Regions from separate parts of the Sus scrofa genome. Here region 2 is linked to region 1. The links are chromatin contacts, called in public Hi-C maps. All regions are on one chromosome and are shown on one strand. Each heading gives the region's core, a stretch centred on a gene start, on an enhancer-like site or on the middle of the called end of the contact. The rest is flanking DNA. Distances are from core to core; before and after follow the strand shown.

Region 1 (6,319 bases), core at 443-2,942:
TAAAGCTCTCATACTCTGCTGGTGAAAATGCAAAATGGTACAATCACTTTGAAAAATTTGGCAATTTCTTGTACTTAGTTTATGACCCTGCTCCTCAGTATTTACCCAAGTGGCTATCTATAAAATAGAATAATATTTAACAATATATAGGAGTTCCCGTCGTGGCACAGTGGTTAACGAATCCGACTAGGAACCATGAGGTTTCGGGTTCGATCCCTGCCCTTGTTCAGTGGGTTAAGGATCCAGCGTTGCCACGAGCTGTGGTGTAGGTCACAGATGTGGCTAAGATCCCACGTTGCTGTGGTTCTGGCGTAGGCCGGCAGCAACAGCTCCGATTAGACCCCTAGCCTAGGAAGCTCCATATGCCTCGGGAGTGGCCCTAGAAAAGGCAAAAAGACGACAAAAAAAAAAAAAAAAAAATTAGTGACTGAGCAAGGATAATCTCAATAATATTTTTTCTGAGTGAAAGAAGCCAGACCAAAGGATGTATACCATATGATTCCATTTATATAAAATTCTAGGAAATGCAAACAAATAGAAAGCAGGACAGTGCCTTGGTTACCTGGGGATGGGAGAATGGACGGGGATGGATGTGAGACACGGACTTTAAAGGGCATGAGGAAACCCTCAAAGGTAATGAATAGGTTTGTTATCTTTATTATGCTTATGGCTTTGCAGATGTAAATGCACTCAAGGCGTACTTAGCAAATTGTCCACTTTACAAATGGGCAGATTTTCGTATGTCCATCAGACCTTAATAAGGCTGTTTCTTTAACAATTGGGAAGGAGTTTCTTTATTTGTTTTTTTTTTGTTTTTTTTGATTGGGCAGAATCCTGAAGATTGTCTCCTCTCTTTTTTTTTTTTTTTTTTTTTTTTCCTGCTTTTTAGGGCCACACCTGTGGCATATGGAATTTCCCAGGCCAGGGGTCGAATTGGAGCTATGGCTGCCTGCCTACCACACAGCCACAGCAACATGGGGATAGAACCTGCTTCCTCATAGATTCTAGTTGGATTTGTTTCCACTGCACCACAATGGGAACTCCCAAGATTGTACTCTTGAAATATTTTTGTGTATTTCATCCATTTTTTTTTTTAGCACACATGTATTTTATCTTTTGATTTTTTAAAAAATGTCTTAAATAGTTAACATCTGAAGTTATCCATGAGGACTCAGGTTCAATCCCTGGCCTCACTCAGTGGGTTAAGGATCCAGCATTGCTGTGAGCCATGGTGTAGGTCGCAGGAGAGGCTTGGATCCCGAGTTGCTGTAGCTGTGGTGTAGGCCTCTGGCTACAGCTCTGATTCAACCCTAGCCCGGGAACTTCCATATGCTATGGGTGGGGCCCTAAAAAGACAAAAAAATAAAAAATTTTTAAAAATAAGTTAACACCTGGTTCAAATTCAAAGGCTACAAAAGATATACAGTGAAAAGTCTCACCTCTGTTCCCATTCACCCAGCACTCCTCTCTTAGAGCAATTAATGTAACTAGTTTCCCCAGTGTCCTTCCAAAGATAGTCTAGATTTTATTATAAAGATCACACTACTGAGAAGAATTAGAGTGAGGTCGTATTTTGTCTGTTGGCTCAAAGACTGCGGGATCAAGGGCATGTTCAGTATTAGACAAACAGACCAGTGTAGTCCCTGTGAAGTCATCCTGATACTCCCTCCCCTCCAAGCATGACCATCAGTCTCAGGTGTCTCTCCTTGACCTTTCTCCTACATCACACACTAACCAGTCATCTCTTGTGGCTCTTCATACATGGACCTTCCTGACATTACACTGATGCAGCTTTCTTCAGATAGTTTCAACCATTTCTTTCTCAGTCGTCTTCCCATTGCCAGTTTCAATTCTAAGACTGGTGCTTTGCCAGCTCAATGAGGCAGCTACTCAGCCAGACTGGATGTGTCACTCCTGTGATCCTGTCTGGCACCTGCCTGCCCTTCTCTTTTGCACACCCTTCCCCATAACCCTCCCATGTGTGCCACTCGCATTGCCAGTGAGGCTCTTGTTACACAGAACAAGTTCATGCAAACTGTTCTGTTTTCTGTCTTCCAAAGTGATTGCTTTCCCTCCTTGGAATTCCTATGAGCTAATGGCTATGTAATTCAGTACCCAATGGGCTCTTATCTTAAGTTAATATTTGCCTATTTGGGTACATGGATCATATCTCCCTGAGTAGGCTCCACGTGGTTTGACTGGGGGCAGAGACCTTGACTTAGACTTTATTTGTTTACCACGGCACAGTTGTAGATGCTCAAATAACAGCCGATGGAAGATTTGCTATAGTAAAATACTCACCAACTGTAAATCTAATTCCATTAAATAGATTAGGGGAACTTGCTATTGAATGGGATGCCATGTCATTTAGTCAACGCAAATCATCACAATTTAATGTACGTCTTATGTAAATACAGTTTCCCACTTATTAGAGCTCCTTAAAAGTAGGACACGCCCTGTATGTCGGGCCAAAAATAGATCTTGCCCCTGGCACTCGATAGAATCTCTGCAAAACCGACTTGTTATGCAATAGCCCCTGACCAGCCAACCAGAAGTATCTCTGTCCTGAGAACTTCTTAGGACTTCACCTGGGCTCCTCCCATTTTCAGGGCACAGTAGAGTGAGTCCTTGACAATATGTTTTCTCTTTACTGGATGTAGGCGCTAGGAAGAGAGAGAATGGACAGAGGCAGTACAGAGCGACAAACCATGAGGACCTTGCTGTCTTCAGTTCTGAAAGCCAACCGGGATGTGGCCATTCCCTGGCTCTCTGACCCCAGCCAATTCTGCTACACCTCTGCAATCAAATAATCATGACTCTGTAGAAAGCCCCACATACCCCTTCTGTATGCACACCACCATCAACCCTCATAAACCCTGGAGAGGGGAATAAGACAGCCTAGGGGACCTGGAAGCCTCAAGCTGATAGAAAACAACTATTCCCATTACGCAATAGCTTGGGGTCAGAGAACAAGCAAAGAGCCTGTCTTTATTTAAAGGTTTGATATTTTGTTCATCGGAGATATTTTAGCATTAATTTTTAACTTTTTAAAATGTTCCATTAAATATTATTTGTCTCTCTCTGGTGCCTCTTAGACTTTGTGCCTGAGACAAGTTCCTTACCTTCATCCCAGTCCTGCCAGGACTGCAGAATTTGAGAAAAGGGATTCTGGTAACCAAAAGGCTTTGGTTTTGACCTCAGCTCTGCCATTAAAAGCTTCAAGACATGGACTTTCTGGGCCTCACCCTTGTGACTTCCTCGGTCATAAAATGTAGATGATTATATCTGCCCCATTTTCTTTGCAGGGCAATTAACTATGATGGTCAGATGATGAAATGTAGGGGAAAAAAACACTTTTAAACAGCTACATACACAAAATGGAACAATAATTAGCAGTAGTTTATCTTTAGGCTTGCTCTTTGAGCAGGGATTAGCAGATCCAGCTTGATCTGTGAGCTTCTAGATTGAATGGGCCGGTGACCTTCAGAAACCTCATGGCAGCTAACACGTACCGAGGGCTCTCTGGCTTCTAGGTACTGGCCTTGGAACAGGTCTGTGTGAGCAGAGTGATCCTGACCACTGCCTTGCCTCTTCCAGACCCAGAAATAGGATGTAATCCTCATTCTCAATCCATATCCTTTACAAAGGTTTTATGATTAGTGAACTCAGCTGACATAATTCAGGCCTGATCTATTTCTAAACTGTAGGCTTGTACATAGGAAATAGTCATAACTGTGAATAAGCTAACCCCTTCTCTACTTGTTTTTTCCAATGTCATTATTTTTTGTGTAATAATTATACTTCCTATCTACATTAAGTTCCTAAAGTATGGATTGTGGAATAGTAATTAAGGATCCTTCATAAACATTTTTGTAGCATTAATTTTTTTGTTTCCTGTGCAATTAGGTAATTTATTTGTGACTTCTCATTAGTGTCTCATCAAAAAAATGTTATTCCTGCTACTTATTTTTTTTAAGGGTTTTTTTTTTGTGTGGTAAGATATACATAACATGAAATGTACCATTTTAAAAGCTACAATTCAGGGAGTTCTCTGATGGCCTAGTGGGTTGAGGCTCTGGTTGCTGCTGTGTGGTTTAGGTTCCACTCCTGGCCCAGGAACTTCCACATACTGCCTATGTGGAAAAAAATATAAAATAAAATAAAATAAAATATACAATTCAGTGGCATTAAGTACATTCACAATGTTGTGTGATTATCGCCACTATTTATCTACAGACCTTTTTCATCTCAAGCTGAAACTCTGTACCTACTAAACGACAATTCCCCATTCTTCCCTCCCCCAGCCCATGGTAATCTCTATTCTGCTTTCCGTCTCTATGAATATGCCTATTTTCAGTAACATATAAGTAGTGTCATACAGTATTTGTGCTTTCGTTATGTAAACCTTTACATCCAGGGACGTTCCATCTTGTTTTGTTTGTTTTGTTTTTTTTCTCTTTAGTAGACCCTTTTCCCACTTAAGGAAAACATGGCTTCTTTTACTGAGAAATAATGTGATAGGATCATTTCGCTTTCCATATATAGCCCTAAATAGGAAGGGACATTAGAAGTTGTCTAAAGCCAGCAGAAGAACTTTTAACCATTAAGGGTGAGGTCTTCCTCTGATCCATCAAGATAATTAGATACCTAATAATCCTGGCTTTTCAGTGACCACTTAGTCAAGTGAAGAAGGTTCAGTCGTCTTTATCATTAATGTTTTATAACTATCTGCTTAAGAAATGAATTTGGGGAGTTCCGTCATGGCTCAGTGGTTAACGAATCCGACTAGGAACCATGAGGTTGCGGGTTCGATCCCTGGCCTTGCTCAGTGGGTTAAGGATCTGGCGTTACCGTGAGCTGTGGTGTGGGTCGCAAATGCAGCTCGGATCCTGTGTTGCTGTGGCTCTGGTGTAGGCCGTTGGCTACAGCTCCGATTCGACCCCTAGCCTGGGAACCTCCATATGCCGCAAGTGTGGCCCTAGAAAAGTGCAAAAAAAAAAAAAAAAAAAATTTACCAAATTCTTTTTTTTTTTTGTCTTTTTGCCATTTCTTGGGCTGCTCCTGTGGCATATGGAGGTTCCCAGGCTAGGGTCGAATCGGAGCTGAGCCACCGGCCTACACCAGAGCCACAGCAACGCGGGATCCGAGCCACATCTGTGGCCTCCACCACAGCACATGGCAATACTGGATCCTTAACCCACTGATCAAGGCCAGGGATCGAACCTGCAATCTCATGGTTCCTAGTCAGATTTGTTAACCACTGAGCCATGACGGGAACTCCCGAATTTTGTATTTTTGAGGTTCTTCTTAGCCCCCAGCTTCTCAAAATTTAAAGACCATTCTTCTCGCTGCTTATTTTCGATATTTTCTTTTGCAGAAGCAGTTAAGATCAGAAGTTTACTTTTGGAGGAGGTCTCATTGTTGCTTCTCTGCCTTACTTAAAATGCCCAAGGTTTTTTCAAAGTTTGTGAACCAGGGTTCCAAAATACCCCCCTTTTGGCCATTTAAGCCTCCCTTCACTTGATTTTGCTTTGGGGAAACTTTCCTGACACCTTGGAGACTTTCTAGATAAATCATCAGTGTTCTTCACCCTCTACCAGCACACAAATCAAACATAGCCACATATTCACTTCTCCTCTGCTCTCTCCTTTGCTCAGTTGAATATTATGCTTTTAATGTCTGTAGGCTCTGTACTGATGACACCGCTTTAATTTACATTTTTACATTTTTTTATAGAGTAGTCTAGCAAGGGCTTTATCAACTGTGTTGATCTTCTAAAGGATCCAAGTTTGATTTTGTTAATTTTTTCTGTTGTTTGTTTTCTAGTTCACTGATTACAACTCTCATCCTTTTTATTTTCTTCTTTCTGGTTATATTAGGTTTACATTGCTCTTAAGGTGGAAACTTCAGTCATTAATTTTAGGCATTTCTTCTTTTTCGTCTTTTAAATATAATCACTGTATAAGTCAGTTTTCTCCAAAGAAACAGCAGCAGTGGGGGGGGGGAATTTATTATGAGGCATTAGCTCTTGTGATTATGGAGGTTGAAAAATCCCACAATCTGCTGTCTGCAAACTGGAACCAGGTAAGCCAGTGGCACAATTCCAGTCTGAGTCTGAAGGCCTGAGGACTAGGGTAGCCAATGGTGTAAATCCCAGGCCAGTGGCAGGAGAAGATTGATGTCTGTATTTTCCAGCTCAAACAAGCAGGCAGGAAGCTAAAGGGGCAAAATTCTTCCTTCCCTTCCCTTTGTTCCATTCGGGTCCTAAATTGATTGGATGGGAGTTACCTTTGTGGCTCGGTAGGTTAAGAACCCAACC
Region 2 (5,966 bases), core at 710-3,209, 46 kb after region 1:
GCTGAAGTGACAACCGGAACCTTAACCCGAAGCACCACAGGAGCACTTCTCTCTAAGACAACGACACACCTTGTTTAACAGTGGTTATTCCATGACTGAGGCATTGTTTTTTTTTTTCCTTTGTATTCTTCTATAATTTTTGTGTGTGTGTATCTTTTTAGGGCTGCCCCCACGGCATATGGAAGTTCGCAGGCTAGGGGTCTAATCAGAGCTACAGCTTCTGGCCCACGCCACAGCCACAGCAATGCCAGATCCAAGCCTCTGTGACCTGCACCACAGCTCATAGTAACGTCGGATCCTTAACCGACTGAGCAAAGCCAGGGAGCAAACCCATGTCCTCATGGATACTAGTCAGGTTTGTTACTGCTGAGCCACAACGGCAACTCCTCATCAATACCTTTTGTTTGGTGTTGAGCATAATTTAAGCAATATGAAAGAAAACAATATATTTTTTAAAGTCAAGTGAAAAAGGTACCAAACTAAAAAAAAAAAAAAAAAAAAAAGGTACCAAACTGTACAAACATAATCTCCTCAAAACAGACTTATGGGAATTCCCATTGCGGTTCATCAGGTTAAGAATCTGACTAGCATCTACAAGGATGTGGGTTCGATTCCTGGTCTCGCTCAGTGGGTTAAGGATCTGGTGTTGCCTCAAGCTGTAGTATAGCTTGAAGATTAGGGTCAGATCTGGAGTTGTGGCTGTGGCCTACGGCCGGCAGCTGCAACTCCCATTCCACCTGAGGGTGTGGCCATCAAAAAAAAAAAAAAACAACCCACAAAACAAAACTTAAATCTCTGCCTACAAGGACAAGTATCTCAGAATTACTAGAGTGCTGGTTCTTTTAAATTTTTTTTTTTTTACTACTTCTCTGGTTTTTTAAAAAAGTCAAATTTGCTGAAATTAACTATTTAAATATTTATGAAGCATTTTCTCCTTTTAATAGTAAGGTAGTGTTAAGGAAATTTTGGAGGCAAACAGTTGAAGGCCTGAGGATGCTAATTCTTGTGCTCCTGTATGATGGGCATTTGCAGAAAAAGCTGCCCAAGTTTCCATCTGAATTATATGTACAAAAGGAGACAAAGAAGGGGGTAATCACTGCAAAACATAAGGACACAATGAGGCAGGCTCTTTCTGAGAAAATGTTCTGAAGGTAGCTGCATTCTTTCCCGTTCAAGGAAGGGAAGGTTCTAACCCCTCCAGGTAAAAGGATTCTTTGCAAACTCCATTCATTCCTTTTTTTTTTTTTTTTTTTTTTTTTTTTTTAGCCAAACATTGGACAAACCTCTGAAGGCTTGGTTACAAAAAGGAGTGGCTGAAGGAAAATTCTCTCAAATTGCTGGGTTAAAAAAAAAAAAAAAAATCCGAATTTAAGCCCTAGAACGAAAATCTTGAGCGGCCTTGTCACTTCCTCCCCTCCCAATCAAATTATACTGTTCCTAGTCTGCACTTAACAGCAATGCAGTTTTGATCACAGCACAAGTGTTAAAATCCCTACCAGACGGACAAAACCAGAAGGGCTCCTTCATAAAGTAATGTCCTTCTCCAGCTTTGTCACTGTAGTGGGGACCTGCTACATTCAGAAAATTTTATTTAACCTCCCAAACCTTTGAGAGTCAAGTTCCACTATTTAGAAACAAAACAGTCGTATCGTTTCAGACTTGCCAAGTCTCACAAATTAGAATGAGAGAATCTGAATCCTAAAACGACACATTTATAAATAAAATCAAGGACAAACGTCTCCTTTACTCTAAATATACTCTACAAGCCCAATGGCTGTGTTAACTATTTTTACCCACACTGGCCCTTCTGTGTCCAACTTATGTAAAATGAAACAGGATGAGGAATGAAAACCAAGCCTGGGCAATTGGCCAAGCAGAGATTCACGGGCTTGGTCCTCCCTATCCAAAAGAGAAACTGCAGGTCTTTTTTTTTTTTTTTTTTTTTGTCTTTTTAGGGCCGCACCCGCAGCATATGGAGGTTCCCAGGCTAGGGGTTGAACCAGAGCTGTAGCCACAGCAACGCCAGATCCCAGCCGTGTCTGTGACCTACACCACAGCTCATGGCAACACTGGATCCTTAACCCACTGAACGAGGCCAGGGATTGAACCCACAACCTCATGGTTCCTAGTCGGATTCATTAAGCATCGAGCCATGACGGGGAACTCCGAAACTGCAGGTCTTTATTGAAAGGCCAGGAACACTATTCGACTTTGCTCTTATTTCCTGCATTTTATAATATGCAACAACCCACAACTACATTTATCTTTCTGAAAAAAACATCTAAGGTGGTTGATATAAAGTAATACAATCTCAGACTCTGCAACACTTTGGAGGTCCCAGAGCAGCTTCTGGGTACAAGTCAAACAAGCTCCAACACTTTGGACAAGGCAGGGAAGCCACTTAAAGCCCAGATCTTTGCGAGTTGTTTTTTCCCATCAGAAAGGGAGCAGTTCTAGGCCTTTGAACAAAGACAGGAAATGGTAATGGAAACTGCTGGAAGGGGGAGAGTGCCTTTTGATCGAAGTAGGACTCGCCCACTCGAAGTGCAACACCTAATCTCTCCCGCAGAAAGAAAACGCCCGAGGAAGACGTCTCTGCTGTCCTTGTTGGCACAGAACAGCAAACGCAGGAACTAAGCAAAAGGGGTCGGGAATGAGAAGCCGACTGGCGGCTGCACAGGAATGCGCCGTGCTGATCCTGCGGCTGGTGCGGTCATAGCGGGCCGGGCCAGAGAGCTCCGCAGGAACAGGACTCCGATCTCGCGCAGCTCCTTGCTATTGGGTCCAGGTTCGGCCGGGCAACCCATCAGCCCATCTTACCCTGCCCAGCCAACGCCGCCCTTTAAGGGACCTGCAGCCTCAAGGACACCGACCGGCCCCGCCCCTTCGCCGCCATCTTGTTATTTTCTCCAGGACCCCCAGCAGACCACGTGGCGCGTCGCTGCGGAAGTCAAGGCACCGCCCCAACTTCCGGCCGGACTGGTTCCAGCCGGCCGCGGCCCGCAGACGCCCGGCTGCCCCCTAGCGGCTGGCAGCCGAGCCCCGGCCGAGCCCCGGCCCGTCCGGACCTCGCCATTTCCTTCCCGGCTGGCCGCACGTCCGCGCCCTGCAGTCAGTCCCCCGCCCGAGCGCCGCAGCGCACGCGCCACGGGCGGGGCACTCAGCGCACCCTCCCCTGGCGTGGACGTTTACAGTGAGGTTCAACGAGTGTCACCTGCATCTTTACACGCAGTTTAAACAGTAAGCCCCGTAGAGAAGCGTGGAGGTACTCGGTGCTCGGTGTTTCAGGACTTCCTTACAGAAGCCCCCGCCTCGCCTTTAAGGTGTGGATTCTGACCTCAGTCCCTGGCCCCCGCAGGTTTCTGGGGTGGGGGTGGGAAACGACGATGTGCGAGTTGGGACGTAGCCAAGGACCACGGTTCCTGTTTTGCGGGCCATCCCCCGCCTTCCCAGCAGCTCCACGTTCCTTTCGCGTTGTCGTCCTTGAGCATTTGTCGTGACAAATGCCCCTGCAGTATCTTATTTAACCTGCGCAACAGCCTCCGAGATGGGAGTTTTGTTTATTAAACAGAAAACTGAAGCCCAGAGTAGTTTGCTCCAGATGCAGAACCTGGGATGGAATCTGGGGCATCTAAGTTCCCACTGTGCTTTCAGGTGGTCAGATGACCCTCTGATCAGCATCTGCAGCACCTGAGAGCTTCTTGGAAATGCACATACTTGGATCTATTCGGGCCCTGCTGGGTTGGAAACTGAGGGATTGGGAGACAATCTGTGATTAACTAGCACTGTGTGATTCTGAGGCACCCAAAACGCTTATCTCTTAGCCTTTTTAAAGGTAGGGAAAGGGCGGATGTGTTTTTGAGTCCAAACTCCATGCCAGGCACTAGGATTAAGGCATTTTCATGAATATGTGATGTAATCCTAACAATGCCCTTTTACAGGTGAGGAAACTGTAGCTCAAACTTCCCGTTGAGTGTAATGTGTAAAATGACACGAGGTTATACTTGTTAGTTGCTTGTACCTTATATGCATAAAATATCCCTGGAAGGATATCAAGAAGTTGTTAATAGTGCTTTTTCATCCAAGGAAAGGAAGCAGGTTGCCAGGACTGAGTTGGGAAGTTGTTTTTTTTTTCTTAGTAGGTCTTTGTAAATTTTGAATTTCAGCCACATGGTCAATGAAAAATTTATAGTTGATGTAACAAAAATTTTATTTTGCCAACCTAAGGTTTATAACCCAGGGGACACTCTTTGAGAAACCTCTGAGGACTGTTCTACTTGTTAGAGGTGAAAGCACAGTTATACAAGTTGTTGAGACACATGCGCTGTTCATCAAGTGATGTATTATTGGCAGTTTGCAGAACCTAGACCTATGTATACAAAATGAGTCATGGGTCATCATGGCCTATTTCCAGGTTAAGAAGCATGGTTATCTCCTCAGGAGTTGTAACCCTTTATGAGATTAAGAAGGAATGTTGGCTCCTAAGGAGGGCTGTTTAACCAAGCACAACACACACTTCATTGTTGTTGGGGAGGGAGGCAGCCAAAATGGGGAGAGAAAAAAAACTTACCTTTAAATTTCCTTGTCTTGCTGTATGATATGAATTTTATCTCATCAGTAGGAATTTATATCTTATTCCCAATAGAATTAAATAGGTAAGAATTGTATTCAGAACGGTATGAAAGCAGAAACCAGAATTTGAAGTCAGGTTTGACTGACAGCAGATTCCATGTGTTCTATTGACTACAATGACAGACTTTTAAACATAAACTACTTTGTAAGTTTGAGGTATTGTTATGTAATTAATCATGAAATACTTATTAGTTAGAAATTTTGTTTCTGTTTTAAACCTTTGAACAATGATCCTAATTCTAGTCACTACATAACACATTGTGTGGTGCATATTTCCATTACTAGTAATAACTATAAGCACCTTAAAACAGACCATAAATGTAATGCCTACCTTCTGAGGAATATTAATGTATATTAATTGATAATTGTGGAGTTCCCATTGTGGCTCAGCAGGTTAAGAACCCAACATGGTATCCATGAAGAAATTTCCTTGTTCCCATCCTTATTCAGTGGGTTAAGGATCTTCATTGCCACAAGCAAGTGTAGATCTGAGATTCAGTGTGGATCTGGTGTTGCTGTGGCTGTAGCATAGGCCCCCTGCAGCCACAGCTCCAATTTGACCCCTAGCCTGGGAACATGCATATGCTGCAGGTGTGGCTGGAACAATAAATAAAAACATAATTTCTTTTTAAAAGGATAATTGCAGAAAGATTTGTGCTCTTTCAGTGGAGATGGCAAAGTCCTGTTACTCCCAAGACTAATCATTGTGAAGAATTTTATTGGTGTATTTGTGTATCTGTTAGGTTCAATTTATAATTATGTATAAATAATGTTTTTGTTTTTTTTTTTTGCTTTTCTAGGGCTGCTCCCACGGCATACGGAGGCTCCCAGGCTAGGGGTCTAATCAGAGCTGTAACGCTGCCTACACCAGAGCCACAGCAACGCCAGATCTGAGCTGTGTCTGCACCTACAGCACAGCTCACGGCAATGCCGGATCCTGAACCCACTGAGCAAGGCCAGGGATCAAACTCACAATCTCATGGTTCCTAGATGGGTTCATTAACTACTGAGCCATGACGAGAACTCCCAATAATTTTTTTTTTTTACTTGAATCTATTTAAAATTTATGAAGAGCTTCTTGGGTTGGGGAGACTGAACATTTATTTTGCCACTCTTTATGGGCAAAGACAATTCAGGGCTATGTGGCTTTGGGCATGTTACTTACCCTTTCAATGCTTCAGTTTGCTCATCTGTTGAGAGAAATCTGAAAGTACTTGCCTTAGAGGCTTATGAGGATAAATTGAGTCAAGGTACGTACTGCACTTCCAACAGTTCTTGGCACAGAGGAATTGTAAAGAAGTGTGACTATTTTAGACACATGTTCCTAGCAGGAG

The links. Hi-C and Micro-C count contacts between places; a contact is called where the count stands out from the background.
Region 2: a Hi-C map of liver shows a contact between it and region 1, with 1.7 times the contacts expected there. The contact joins the promoter of FAM174B here to the enhancer-like site in region 1. A contact is called at or near these places in 2 of 5 promoter capture datasets (fetal liver and liver), 20 of 47 Hi-C or Micro-C datasets (adipocytes, alveolar macrophages, blood and 11 more) and 2 of 2 datasets of contacts at active chromatin or transcription factors (alveolar macrophages and skeletal muscle).

The regions. Positions count from the first base shown.
Region 1 is chr7:86,134,464-86,140,782 of Sscrofa11.1, forward strand. No RefSeq gene overlaps it. Among named protein-coding and RNA genes, the nearest start is that of CHD2, 30 kb to the left of the region's middle. Within about 2 kb of position 1,693, at least 25 of the 83 cell types and tissues checked have an H3K27ac peak or open chromatin away from gene starts, as enhancers often do. A contact at or near this core is called in fetal liver, liver and skeletal muscle, where this site is marked.
Region 2 is chr7:86,180,011-86,185,976 of Sscrofa11.1, forward strand. It overlaps FAM174B (membrane protein FAM174B), which reads left to right and starts at 1,960. Exons shown (of 2, transcript XR_002345977.1): 1 at 1,960-3,323.